2 separate regions of the Pan troglodytes genome follow, and region 1 is linked to region 2. Evidence: chromatin contacts called from public Hi-C data. All regions are on one chromosome and are shown on one strand. Each heading gives the region's core, a stretch centred on a gene start, on an enhancer-like site or on the middle of the called end of the contact. The rest is flanking DNA. Distances are from core to core; before and after follow the strand shown.

What was found. Hi-C and Micro-C count contacts between places; a contact is called where the count stands out from the background.
Region 1: a contact with region 2 is called in a Hi-C map of stem cell-derived neural progenitor cells, with 5 times the contacts expected there. The contact joins the enhancer-like site here to the promoter of IGF1R in region 2. A contact is called at or near these places in 1 of 7 Hi-C or Micro-C datasets (stem cell-derived neural progenitor cells), 1 of 1 datasets of contacts at active chromatin or transcription factors (stem cell-derived excitatory neurons) and 1 of 1 other capture datasets (stem cell-derived neural stem cells).

The regions. Positions count from the first base shown.
Region 1 is chr16:90,715,867-90,722,257 of NHGRI_mPanTro3-v2.0_pri, reverse strand. It overlaps IGF1R (insulin like growth factor 1 receptor), which reads right to left. Exons shown (of 21, transcript XM_016927495.3): 5 at 5,285-5,429. Among named protein-coding and RNA genes, the nearest start is that of PGPEP1L, 69 kb to the left of the region's middle. Within about 2 kb of position 4,322, at least 4 of the 24 cell types and tissues checked have an H3K27ac peak or open chromatin away from gene starts, as enhancers often do. A contact at or near this core is called in stem cell-derived neural progenitor cells and stem cell-derived neural stem cells, where this site is marked.
Region 2 is chr16:90,462,756-90,469,232 of NHGRI_mPanTro3-v2.0_pri, reverse strand. IGF1R (insulin like growth factor 1 receptor) reads right to left here and starts at 2,083. Exons shown (of 21, transcript XM_016927495.3): 1 at 1,990-2,083. The coding sequence starts at 2,083. LOC129137170 (collagen alpha-1(I) chain-like) reads left to right here and starts at 2,597. Exons shown (of 1, transcript XM_054667171.2): 1 at 2,597-5,826. The coding sequence starts at 2,597. The coding sequence ends at 4,417.

The DNA.
Region 1 (6,391 bases), core at 3,073-5,572, 250 kb before region 2:
TGCTACTCTCTGAAGTGTGAAAGTCCCCTGGAACAAAGTCTCAGAACAGGAAGGTCCTGTGCCCTGATAAATGGAGCTGAACCCGAGATCTCCAGCCTACAGAGGTAGGAAGGGACAGTTTCCCCATTTTCAGTGCTTGCTGACATACTGAAAACAATTCTGCAATTATACAACCAATCATTCCAGTTCCTTTCTTCGAGGAGAAAATTGCCTCTTCACGGCTGTCTCTAGGGGGCATCAGAACCCAGGACACAGGCTGTCATCAGCAACAGAGCCATCTGCAACTGATAGGAGTATTTGGCCTTTTTTGCCTTTCTGCAGATGCTCCCACCAATCCATCTGCAAACGGGCTGGTTTATATCATGTCCACTCTCCCCCACATCCAATATTTACATCAACCTTAGGGGTTCAGCAAGGGTGGATATGTCTATCTAGGTGGAACCAGGCACCATACAGATATTCAGAAAATGTTTCCTTTTGTTTTTTTAGGTGTTTCTTAAAAATAGCTTTACTTCTGAAGTATAACCCGCCTATTAAATATTCACCCATCAGGCCGGGCACAGTGGCTCACACCTGTAATCCCAGCACTTTCAGAGGCCGAGGCAGGCAGATCACGAGGTCAGAAGATCGAGACCATCCTGGCTAACATGGTGAAACCCTGTCTCTACTAAAAATACAAAAAAATTAGCCGGGCGTGGTGGTGAACGCCTGTAGTCCCAGCTACTCGGGAGGCTGAGGCAGGGGAATGGTGTGAACCCAGAGGCGGAGCTTGCAGTGAGCCGAGATAGCGCCACTGCACTGCAGCCTGGGCGACAGAGCGAGACTCCGTCTCAAAAAAAAAAAAAAAAAAATTCACCCATCGTTCCATGAGCTTCCGTAAATTTACACAACTGTCCAACCACCACCGCTACTCAGTTCCAGAACACTTCCATCATTGAAGAGTTCCCTCATTCCCATTGGTGGTCAATCTCCACCTCTTCCTTGCAGCCATCCCTGGTCTGCTTTCTGTCTCTATAGTTTTGCCTTTTCTGCAAATTACATACGAATGAGTCATATAATATGTAGTCTTTTGTGTCTGGATTTTTTCTTTTCACTTAGCCTAATGTTTCAGAGGTTCACCCATGTTGTAACACGTGTCATACTTCACGTCTTTTTATTGTTGAGTAGTCAGTTGTCCTTTGTGCCACATTTCATTTATCCATTTATCTTTCTATCCACTCATCTGCTGATGAACATCTGAATGGTTTCCAGTGGGTCTTTCTTTTGGGCTGGGGGTCGGGGGAGTCCCGGGAGGCTATTATGAGTAATACTGCTACCAACATTCATACACAAGTCTTGTGTGGGCATGTTTTCATTTCTCTTGGGTGGATCCCGGAATTGCTAGGTCACAGGGTTGAGTGTATATTTTCCAAAAGTCCCAGGGAAATGTGAAAAAGCGGCCATGTTTCAGCCTGACCTTTGAGCTCCAAGAAGGTATTACAAAGCACTGCGTGTTGCAAAGTCGAGTGGCAGGAACAAAAGCATAGAAATGCCCATCCGCGAATTTCAATTCTTTTAACTCACCACCCTCCATCTACTTTTTCCTTCTTCTTTTCAAGGCAACAATCCTTGGTAGCACCAAAGAATGTGAAACTTTAACTCCTTATTTATCTGATGCCATCAGGAAACAAGGTTGTCCAAACAAGGGGATTTTCCAGATAGTGAAAATATTCTCTTACTCAAGAGCTTAAAAATTAGCTATTTTATAAAAATTGTGTACATGTGGATTACAAAACCCGTTTCCTTTGTAAACAGCAGAGCGGTCTTGATTTTCTTAATGTCTAAGGTCATTACTCTAGAAATACACCCTATGGTGTCCTTGAGGAAACCATGGCTATGGCTTTTGTAACTGGGTTACAAAATCAGCTCACGCCGAGTGCGATATAAAAGGCAACAGGCTCTGAGTGAGGAATAAGAGCTCTACTCTAGGTAAAATGCTTGAATTTTCTGTTCTGGATGGCTCAGGAGACTTTTTGAGGGGGATCTCAGTGACATTTTGGAAAGCCAAGGTTGTCAGAGTTGAAGGATCTCTGTACCTTGAATTGTTCTGTTCTCCATCAAAAACAAAAGGCTACAGAACAGAACTTTCATCCTATTGAACCAAATGGAAACATTTATGTTATCACTGGCTATAAAAAGAAGTTCAAGAAGGCCGGGCGTGGTGGCTCAAGCCTGTAATCCCAGCACACTGGGAGGCTGAGGCGGGCGGATCACAAGGTCAGGAGTTTGAGACCAGCCTGAACAACACGGTGAAAGTCCGTCCCTACTAAAAGTACAAAAATAAGCCGGGCGTGGTGGTGTGTGCCAGTAATCCCAGCTATTCAGGAGGCTGAGGCAGGAGAATCGCTTGAACCCAGGAGGCAGAGGGTGCAGTGAGCCGAGACAGCGCCACTACACTCCAGCCTGGGCGACACAGCAAGATTCCATCTCAAAAAAAAAAAAAAAAAAAAGTTCAAGAAAATAGTGTGACACGTGTTAACAACATGGGTGAACCTCTCAAACATCAGGCAGCAGAGTGAGCGGAAAATATTTAGGAAAAAAACCGTCAAAGTGCTTTGTGATATGCACATGGGAAGAAATGAAGGGATAAAGCAGTGGTTTCCAATCTTTGCTGCCTGCTGAAGTGCCTAGGGATCTTTAGACAAGCACTGATTCCTGGATCCTAACTCCAAACGCTCCTATTGAATTGGGGTGGGGGTGCAACTTGGACATCAGGATTTCTCAACTCCACCCCTGCCCCCACCCCCAATGATTCCATAATGTGTAGCAAAGTTTGAGAAACACTGAGATAAAAGCTATCTTGGCTTAAACCAAAAGCACACCGAAATAAAAATTTCAGACAGCTCTGCTAACACTCCTCTATTCAAAAGCCTTGAATACGTTCCATGGTCTTCCTAAATTATAACCCTTTATACCTGCGTGCAAAACATCTTACGTAACTCTAGTACCACCCACCTCTCCAGTGTTAGTTGCCCAACAGGCCCCAGGATGCCCCAACTCGTTGCCTTTGCTCCTGCCACCCTACCTTGAATTGCCTTTCTTCACTTCAATCCTCTGCTTTCCCCAAGTTTTTCCCGAAAGCCTTCAAGGCCCATCTCAAATGCCACCTCTTGTCAGAAGCCTGTCTGATCTTCTCAGGTATCTGGCTCTTCTCCATGCCTAGGGCACATTTCTTTCTTTCCCTTGTATCACTGTGCGAGTTCTGCTTTGCACTGCTGATGTTTATCTGACTATCGTATCCCGTCCTTCTCTTTCTCGCTCTGACTCTTCCCTTCTTGCAGAAGTGAGGGCAGCTAGTGAAGGGGCCAGATCTAACTCTGTCCCTGAGTCTAAGGAGAAATGAACAGCTGAGGTGTTGCTAGCGGTCTCAACACCTGAAGCAAACAGAGCTCTTGGGGAGCTCATCATCGTGAGGATGGGCTATACCTTTGTGGTCATGGGCCAGGGAGACAGGATGAGAGAAAACTTCCCATCGGGAGGTAAAAGATTCTTAAGAGCCCAAGCTCAAGAAAGAGCCTCTTAGAAGCTGCACGCAGGAATGAAAGGCTGGAGCCAGCATCCTTGGAGCTGCAGGACTACTGGGGAGCAGCAGCAGCAGGGAAAACCCAAGGCCCACTTGCCCTCCCCTGCATCTAAAATGGTTAAGAGCAGGCCAGGGGCCCAGGCTTACCTGGAAAGCCTCCCAAACAGCTGAGCACGCAACCTTAAAAAGATTTTGCTGATGCTTCAGGTTTTATGCAAGTTTCAGATAATGAGAAAGACATCATAAATATTCTTGCAAATAAAAATCAGGCTTTAATTTCTAACTACATTTAAGTGCACAATACTTAGTTAACACTCCATGAAAAGGTAACCACATAATAATTCCTAATGGAAATTAATTAAACTCTCCTCTCAGCATTCACCTCTATGTCTATCATTTGCTTAGTCTAGAAAAAAAAAGTATATCATTAAGCAACAAGAAAATTGGACAGCTACTGATCTGCTGAAGAAGAGCTCACAGACACCCGAGATTCCAGAAACATAAACCTACTTAGAAAAAAAAAAAAAAAAGAAAGAAAAATTCATTTTAAAATTTAATACAAGAAACAATAATCATCACCTTAAACTGGCAGGGCCTCAGCTTGCCAGGTAAGTGACTGAGGAGTCTGGGGCTGGGTGCAGCGGCAGCCTCCTTCGATTTGCAATGAGAAAGAAGTTTTTTAAGGATTGGTGTTCCCCAGTGGGGAGGGCACTGTGCTTTTCAAGGATGGAATGAAGAGCTGCCCGCTCTCGTTAGCTCTATCAGATGATGGAATTTTAAGAATTTAAGACTGACCAAGAGTTAGTCTGAGAAAAACAGGGAGGCTGTAAAGAAACCCTTATGCAGTAACTTTATCCAGTTGGGGCAGATAAATCAGCAAAGACAACCTTTCCCATGACCTTCTCGCCTCTTCTTTTCCTAAATTATTTTCCCAAATTCTCTTTAGAAGGAATTCACTCTTTAATTGATAACTCCTTTTATTTTGAAGCATTCACTTAAAGCCTGGCAAGAGTCGTATTTAAAAGGGAGAGTTTAAAGAGAAAAGTACATATGCAAAGGTACACACAGGCTGACGGCTGGAAAGCAATTGTGCATGCAATAAGCACTGGCTTTTATCCTCCAGTGAAAAGCCCACAGTTATTTTAAAACCCCTATCACAAAGCAGGCCTGTGCCAAGGCAAAAACTCTATCAATGGTGCAAATCCTGTAAACTAATCAATAAAAAGAATCTCGTGAATCCGGGTTTCTTTCTAACAAAACGAACCGCCCATGCTCCTCCAACGCTCTCACTTCCAATATCTTAAAAGACGGAGCAGTTGTGCGTAGTAGAGTACAGCATCCTGAGGCAGATGAGGGTCGCGCGAACAATGATTTCACAGGGAGGTGAGCACTCCAGACCAACTGCTGTCACTCTTGGCAGAAAAGCCCTAAGTGCACCCCTGTCTGCCGTCTCACTGGTCACAGTCAGACACGCAACCCTTGACTGATGAGGCAAAATCCAGTAAGGGTGAAAACATCTCTGTTTTCCAAAACAGCAACCTCCTAAGAATGGAGAATCAGGACTCTACCCAAGACCTACTCGAGCAGCACAGGCCATACTGCGGCTTCCTCCTTTCTTCTATTTAACAAGGCAGGGAGGGCTCTTACCTCAGCAACACAGTTTCATAAGCACGCTGCTTATTTTGTAATAGAACGTCAGCTCACGAAATTTGGGGCACTTACCCTTCTAGCTGCTCCTCTCCTAAGATGAGGCGAAGGTTTTTTAGGAAGGACAAGGAGACCAAGGCATGAGAATGGCGGATCTTCACGTAGCCCGTCACCACCTCGATGAGCCCCATGAAGTTCTCCAGCTCTGAAGCAATGTTATCTACATGGAAAGGGGATTGTGTCACTGTGTGCTCACTTGGTGTAAGGGTGACATACTTGGATTCTTACAAACACAAGTGAGAACAATTCAACGGCAGGTGCCCCCTGAGATGCTCCCAGCACAGGACTGGCCGCTCCCTGACAAAAACACACTTCCCTGGGTTGACTCTCAACAACGACTCCTGGAACGAGGCCTCCCAGGCAGGGGAAGCCAAGTTTCTAGGAGGCTGGGGGGTACTGCAGCTCCCAAGCTGATTAACAAAACATAAAATCATAAATACCAGACTGCCAATTAGCTAAGGCTGACGAATGTAGGGAACGTCTTTTAACATGCTCTGTGAACAGACAGGATGGCCTCCACAGTACAAGGGCATGACTAAATCAACATCTTCTCCATCTCATTAGGAACTGCCTTTGCTGTCTTTCTAATTCCTAAGATACAGGGATCTATATTGAAAGGTTCCATTTTACTAAGACTCGAAGAAAATACACCAAAATGTTAACAATGGCTATCTATGAGGGATTTTTAAAAATTCATTTCTGCATTGCTAAGTTTTCTATACTATTTATGTATTGCTTTTATAACTAGAAAATAGTTGGAAAAATAGTTGCTAATAAAGATGTACAAACATAATATGCAAACAACAGGTTTCATCTTGTTTAGTCTACCTTTTTCTCATAGTAAACAAAAACCAATTTTCAGTTCAACTAATGCTAAAATTATAATAAACACTATAATGAACTGGGTGTGGTTCAATTAATGGGATTTTACTGTGCATAATTTATGAAGACATATTTAATAAAATGCTCTATTTTGCTCTGAGTTGATACAAATAAAATAATAAGGGTACTAAAGGATAAAGCCCTACATCTAATTTAATTTAATAGCTTTCCAAGAAAAATTAAAGGGAAATTCAAGTTGGAAAGATGAGCGGTTGCGTGCAGTTGATGTTTTAAGGAAGA
Region 2 (6,477 bases), core at 834-3,333:
CAGAAGAACGCTCCAAAAGAAAAACAGCCTATTTTAAAATGCCCGACTCCTGCGTCGGCGAAGGCCATCCCTGCTATTTTGAATTTCAGAACATTAAAAACACAAACCTAGAGAAGCTATCCAGTTCAACTGCATAACATAACAAAATGGATTATTTCTCCCGTGTCTTCTAAACCGTACTTACCTTTTAAAGATAAAAACCCTCCTTTGTCCCCCCAACCACCACCTAAACCACTTAGTAAAGGGAGCCGGAAGGCTTTCGCCCAATCGAGTCCGCTGAAAGTTTAGAAAACAAAGAGCAGGAGAGCCCAGATCTGTGGAAGGTCCGGCCCCAGTCCGCGTCCCACTCGGCAGTAAACACGCGAACCACGATCTGCTCTCGTTCCGTCGCGGACTCATTTCTTACGAGACGTTTAAGGATTTGTTTATAGAAACAGCCTTTCTGAATTGCCCCAGTGATGGGGCCATACAACCTCCGCTGCCTCCTACTTCTCCGCCTCACTCTTGAAGGCTCAGTCGTGATTTTTTCAAAGTTAATCGGCACCACCTGCATACCCTCGGCAACCATTACTCACCAACACGCCCTCACCGTTCCCAGTCCCAGTTCTGCGACATTTAAACTTTTAATCGTGTTCAAATTACCCTACCATCTTGAATGTACCAGTAAGCCACACTTTCAATTTTCTGAGAAGAATAAAACCCCCACCTCCTCCGGCCGTAGACACCGGGGGGAGTTCTCACTCCCCGCATCCCCGCGCCTCCCTACTAACCCCCACCCGACACCACCAAAACAAAAGCTATCAGATTGCAAAAGATAGCGAATGTGCAGCGATACTGCTTATTAACTACGTACAAAGGAAGTGCGGGGCGGCAGAAGAGAGGGCGACACGACGCCGACCACAACAAAACCAAGGCCAGGGCTCCGCGCTCGCAAAACACAACACCCTCCCCCCGCCGCCGCAGACCCTGGAGCTGAAACCACAGCGTACGACACCTCTCGCCAGGGACGGGCGTCTAGGTGTCCCCGTGAGGCGGCGACTACACCCCGCGCTGCGAGCACGTGTGTCGGAATGCACGTCGGCTCCGACCACACACCCACCAACGCACACTCGGATGCGGCCCTACTACCCCTCCATCCCCCGGCCCGGGAGAAACTGGGAGACCATCCCAGAGCCCTCTGAACTGGGGACCCAGTGGCGCTCCCCGAAAGAGACAAGCTGAGGAAGACTCCCGGCCTCGCACTTCCCGGGGGGCTGCCCAGAGAGCGCTTCCCCTCACCCCACCGCCCAGCCCCGGGACGCCGGGGGCAGGTAACCCAACGAGGAGCGGGCCAAAGTGACGGGCAAGGCCAGGAACTCGAGGAGCCCGAGGGGCAAAAGCACGTTGGGCGACGGCAGGCAGCGCCGGGCGCTTGGAGACGTGTCCTGGGGCTTCGGGGCCTCTCCGCAGGGCACCTCCCCCCGCGAGGGCAACTCGCACCCCGCGGGCCGGGCGGCTGCCCGCTCCCCACTGCCCGGTCAGCCCCAGCAGCGGAGACGCGGTGCGGCCCAGGGTGCTGTCGCTGCTGCCTGCGCGCCGCAGGGGATCAGCGCCGTGTGCGGAGAGGCTCGTGCGCACGGAAGGGGCGAGGTGCGGGTCGCGGGGCCCGGGAACCGCGGAGCCCGCCCCGGCACCAACTTCCCTACCGAGCCCTCGCGCCTAGCCGGGGGACACGGCTGGGCTGTCAGGACGGAGAAAGAGAAAGCCCCTCAGGCCCTTCCCGCGCGGGGATGCGCGGAGCCAGGGCCCGCGGGGCTCCAGACGAACGAGCCCGGGACCCGGGTCCGCTGCAGCCTCCCTCCCGGCAGAGCCGCCCCGCGCCCCACCCCGCCGCTCCCGAGCCGGGGGGCCCGACAGCTGCGACGGTGGCAACTCGGGTTTCGCAAACAGGGCGCAGCCCCTCGGAGGAAAAGTTCCCGCAGTGGCCGCGGGCGGCGGGCACATACTCACTTTCTCCACTCGTCGGCCAGAGCGAGAGCGCGGCGGAGAGAAACAGGAGCCCCCACAGCGAGGTCGGGGACCCTCCTCCGGAGCCAGACTTCATTCCTTTTATTTGGGACGAAATTCCCCTTTCTCAAAAAAAAAAAAAAAAAAAAAAGAAAAGAAAAAAAGGAAATGAAAGGAAACAAGTCTCAAACTCAGTCTTCGCTCCCCCTCCAAAAACAAGGGCGAAGGAAACAATACTCCGAAGGCGGCGCCGCCGGGGCCCTCCGGGTGCGCGGACGGGGCGGGCGGCGCGGGGCGGCCCCTCAGCGCCGGCAGCAGCGGCCCAGGGCTCGGCGGAGTCGGGAACCCGAGGCGCGCCGGGGCGGGCTGTCGGCGTCGTCGGCCTCCATTTTCAAACCCGGAGAGGCAGGAAGGGGGGAAAACTGCAAAGAAAGGGGGCAAAGCCCAAATCTGCCTCGGCGAGGAAAAACAAGCCCGGCCCTGGCCGCGCGGGAGACGGCCGGACGCCCGAGCCTCCGCTGCGGGAGGGCGCGACGCAGTTCGCAAGATCGCCCCGAAGTCCGGGTCACAGGCGAGGCCGGCGAGGGGCAGAAACGCGGAGTCAAAATGAATGAGCGGCTCCCCCTCCTCCTCCTCCTCCTCCTCCTCCTCCTGGCTCCGCTCGCCGCCGCCTCCTCCCTCAGCGCCGCCGCCGCCGCGGCGAGCTCCTTCCCAAATCCAGGACACACACAAAGCGGCGGGCCGGCCGCGCCGCGCTCAGCACTCCCGCCGCGCCGCCCGGCTCTGCGCCGCCGCCCGCCCCGCGCCGGCCCCCGCCCGGCCCCCGCCCGCCGCCGCCGGCTCTGCGCGGGGGCTCCGGCTCGCTGAAGGTCACAGCCGAGGCGAGGCGCGCCGTGGAGCTGCCCCCGCGCGGGAGGGGCGTGGAGGGCGCGGGGGGATCCGGGGAGCGGGGCCGAGGGTCTGCGAGCGCCGGCCGCGGGCAGGCTCGCTGGCGGCGTCCCTCTCGCTCTCCCGCCTCTCTCGAGTTCGCCTGGTGCGCTCGCTCCTCCTCGGGTTTTTTCCCTTTTTTTTTCCGCTCAGCAGAGTTAATGCTGGTAAACAAGAGCCCCAGCCTCGCCGCGCCGCCGCCGCCGCTGCCACACACTGGGGGCTCGCGCGCGCGCGCGCCCTGGCCCGCGCACACGCGCCCGCTCGCACACTCGAGCGGCCACCGCCGCAGCAGCGGCGCGCCGAGGGCCCGGCCCAGGCCGGCGCGCGCAAAAAACCGGAGCCCGGGTTCCCCAAGACGTGCGGAGCGGAGCCCGGGCGTGGGGCGCGAGACTGCGAGGCGCCGCCCCCATCTCCCGCCCCGCCGCCTCCCGCGCGCACACAGAGACACGCGCGCGTGCCCACCCGCTCCCGCCCCCACCGCACTGCGCCGGCCACCCCGCAAGCGCCCTCCCCTCCCGCCCGACTCCAAAAACAATGCCCCCGCCGCCGGTCCGGTCTCGGCGGGGCAGGGGTGGGTAGGCAGAGAAAGGCTAGGCAGGGGAGGGGTAGGCAGGAGAGGGGAGGGGTGGGCGGGGAGTGCGGGGCTGGGAGAGGTTCATTGAAAACAACAACAGCGCGGCTGGAAAGCGCGTTTCCCCGGTTCTTGAAAAGCTTCATTGTTTCTTGCAGCTGTTGCAAAATAAATAAGTGCGTGCATGCGGCATTTTTTTCGCTGCGTACTGGAAAGCCCGAACGTGGCGGAAGGGGCGCACCTGGGAGAAAGGGGACCCCCCCCCACCAGGCTACTACGCCGGGCACTTTCACGCCAGGCTGGGGTGCCCGCGGCGTTGCGACCGTGGAGCCCGGAGTTTGGGGGCTCGCGGGGAGCGGAGGGGGAAGGGCGCGGCCCGTGTGGCTCGGCCCGGAGTGGCTCGAGGAGAGAGGACCCCGCCGCCCCTCGCGGGCCCCGCGCCCCGGAAGGGGGGCCCAGACAGGCAGCCCCGCGAGCCCCGGGCGCGTCCCCGCGGCGGCCGCCAGAGGGCGCGGCGGGCGCTGGGGAGGGCAGCCCGCGGAGAGTCGCCTCCCTCCCTCCGGGGGAGGAAATGTGGGGGCCCGGGCTGGGGGCCGACTCGGCTGGGTCGCGCTGGCGTGGCCTCCCGGACCCGCCGCCCGCCCTGAGCGCTCTCTGCGGCCTCGCGCGGCTCAGGGCTCCACCACGTGGGCGGCTGCGGGGAGCGGCCGGGGCGCGTGCACGCTGCGGGGCTCCGGAGCTGGGGGGGCGTGTCTGGGTCCCGGGGCCCCGAGGAGGGGGTGGAGGCTGGGGCCGGGAAGCCTCCCTTGGCTGCGGTCCCGACCCGGGAACACGCCGCATGCACTCGGGATCAGCGGCTACTGCGGAAACCCACCCGCACCTGTCTCGGGTCCTCCCAGGCACGTTCCTCTTGCTTCGTTTGCTACGTAAGTGACTGGAAACCAGTACCGATCCTAAGTCTCCGCGGTGGTTTTCTTGAATGTGCAGGAGGAGAGGTTTCCCCAAAGCGAGACTTCCTTAGGACTGCCATCTAATGAATAAATGCTGCGGAGACCAGGTCCTCAAAGAGGGAAACAGCCCAGCAGTGGCAGGAGAGAGGAATTTGAAATACGTGGACTTTTACAAACAGTGATTGGACCATGTGTCGCCCTTAATGTGGTCCGGTTTCATGACTCAGGCTAATTGATGCCAGTAATAAATTTTTTTAAGATAGCTAATAAAAGAGTTGTGAATTGTCGAGATAAGAAGTGGTTGTCTCAAACAATCGGGTAGGATGGTAAGAAGGGACCTGATGTAAAGGAAGGTAGTAGGTTTCTTTTATTACTCTCTAATTCTAAAATACTTCTGCGTTAGAACGTGTATCCATCGTTCGTAAATAATTTTTTAAATTAAGAGCTGAAAACAAGTCAAAAGCTATCATAACGGAAACTTAGCCCTTTTTTTTCTAAAGTTGTTTCCTAGATCATTTTCCTCCTTGGAAATTTCTAGCTCAATTCAGAGTCAGTTGTATAGAAAGAAAATAAACCTTGTTTTACCTAAGAAAGTTATTCATATGATGGGATGGTTTTGTTTAACTGAAATTCAGCTTGATTTTTAAATAAAGAGTTTCAGTTTTGGATGTTCCTAGATTTAACAGTGAAAGAAATTTATTAGAATCTTAAACTTAAAATGTATTATTTAAAAATTAGGCACTACACATGAAGAATTAAAGTCCAGTCTACTAATTTTTAAATATTTCTTAAGTTCTCTGCATGAGGTTGGTCTTGATTCCTGCAGATCCACTCTGGAGTTAAATGCAAAGGAATATTGATATATAATTTCATTATACTTGATTTCAGAATTTTTAATACATACTTGTAAGACAAAAATTTAGAGCTGATTTTTAAAAGGCTAGTGCTAATATAAAATCTTCAAATACTACCCAATGTATTTTTAGTATTAGTAATAAATATGCCTGTTTATTTGTCCCCAAGAACATAAAGAGATCTATAGAATTTTTAAATGTATACAGGTTGTTGTAGGGGTTGTAGGATTTATTTGTTTTTATGTGTTTTTTTTACTAAAATGATTTTTATTTGTCAATTTTTTAAATGTTTGTGTTTTCCTGAAGTAGTAGGAAATCAATCGTATTAAGTTATTTTAAACAGTGAAGTGGGAGATGTATCATTATATAGCTTAATATTTAGGGGAAAGAAAGGAACAAAAATTTAGGTTGTCTTTACGCTCTAACTTGACCACATGGACAAAGGAGGTGATTTGTATTTCTTCAATGATTATATTTTACATACACAAGTCAAACTTATTTTTTCAACCTTGAAATAAAATCATGTAGACAAAAATTAATTGGAGTCTTTGCTTTATACCCACATTGACAATGCACCACACTTTTTATTTTATACCATTTTACTCAGGTATCTTATAGGTTCTCCCTCTTTTGGAGCAGAAACTGATTGCTTGTTTTCATTTTTTAAAAACGCCGTTTACTTGATAACAGTTTCATCTCAAATTATTCTGCTAAATGTACCAGACTCCCCAAAAAATGTAATGTATATCATATACATCAAGTGCAAACGTGAGAAACAGCACAACAATTGACAAGTATCAAGTAATACAGTATATTGTGATATATTCGCAGAAAGGAATGTTAGCGGCAAAAGTGAATAAACTACAGCCCCACACAACATAGGCAGATCTTTGAAACACACTGAGTAAAAATATACAAATATCAAAAACGCACACAGCGTAACACCATTTTGATAAAGCTCTTAAAAGCAAGGAAAACTTTAAAAGTTACAGAAAATTTTTTATAGAAATCCCTTGCTTTAAATAATAAAATAATAAATATTTTTCCTTTGTTTTGCTTTTGTTTTAGCAAAAGAATTAATGAAGGATGTGAATTCCTTTGGAGAGGATGAGAAGCCCACAGGCACATGGGTTTCCATTGTAATTTGGAAATGTGTTCACTCTTGGATTGAGTGACGGATTTACAA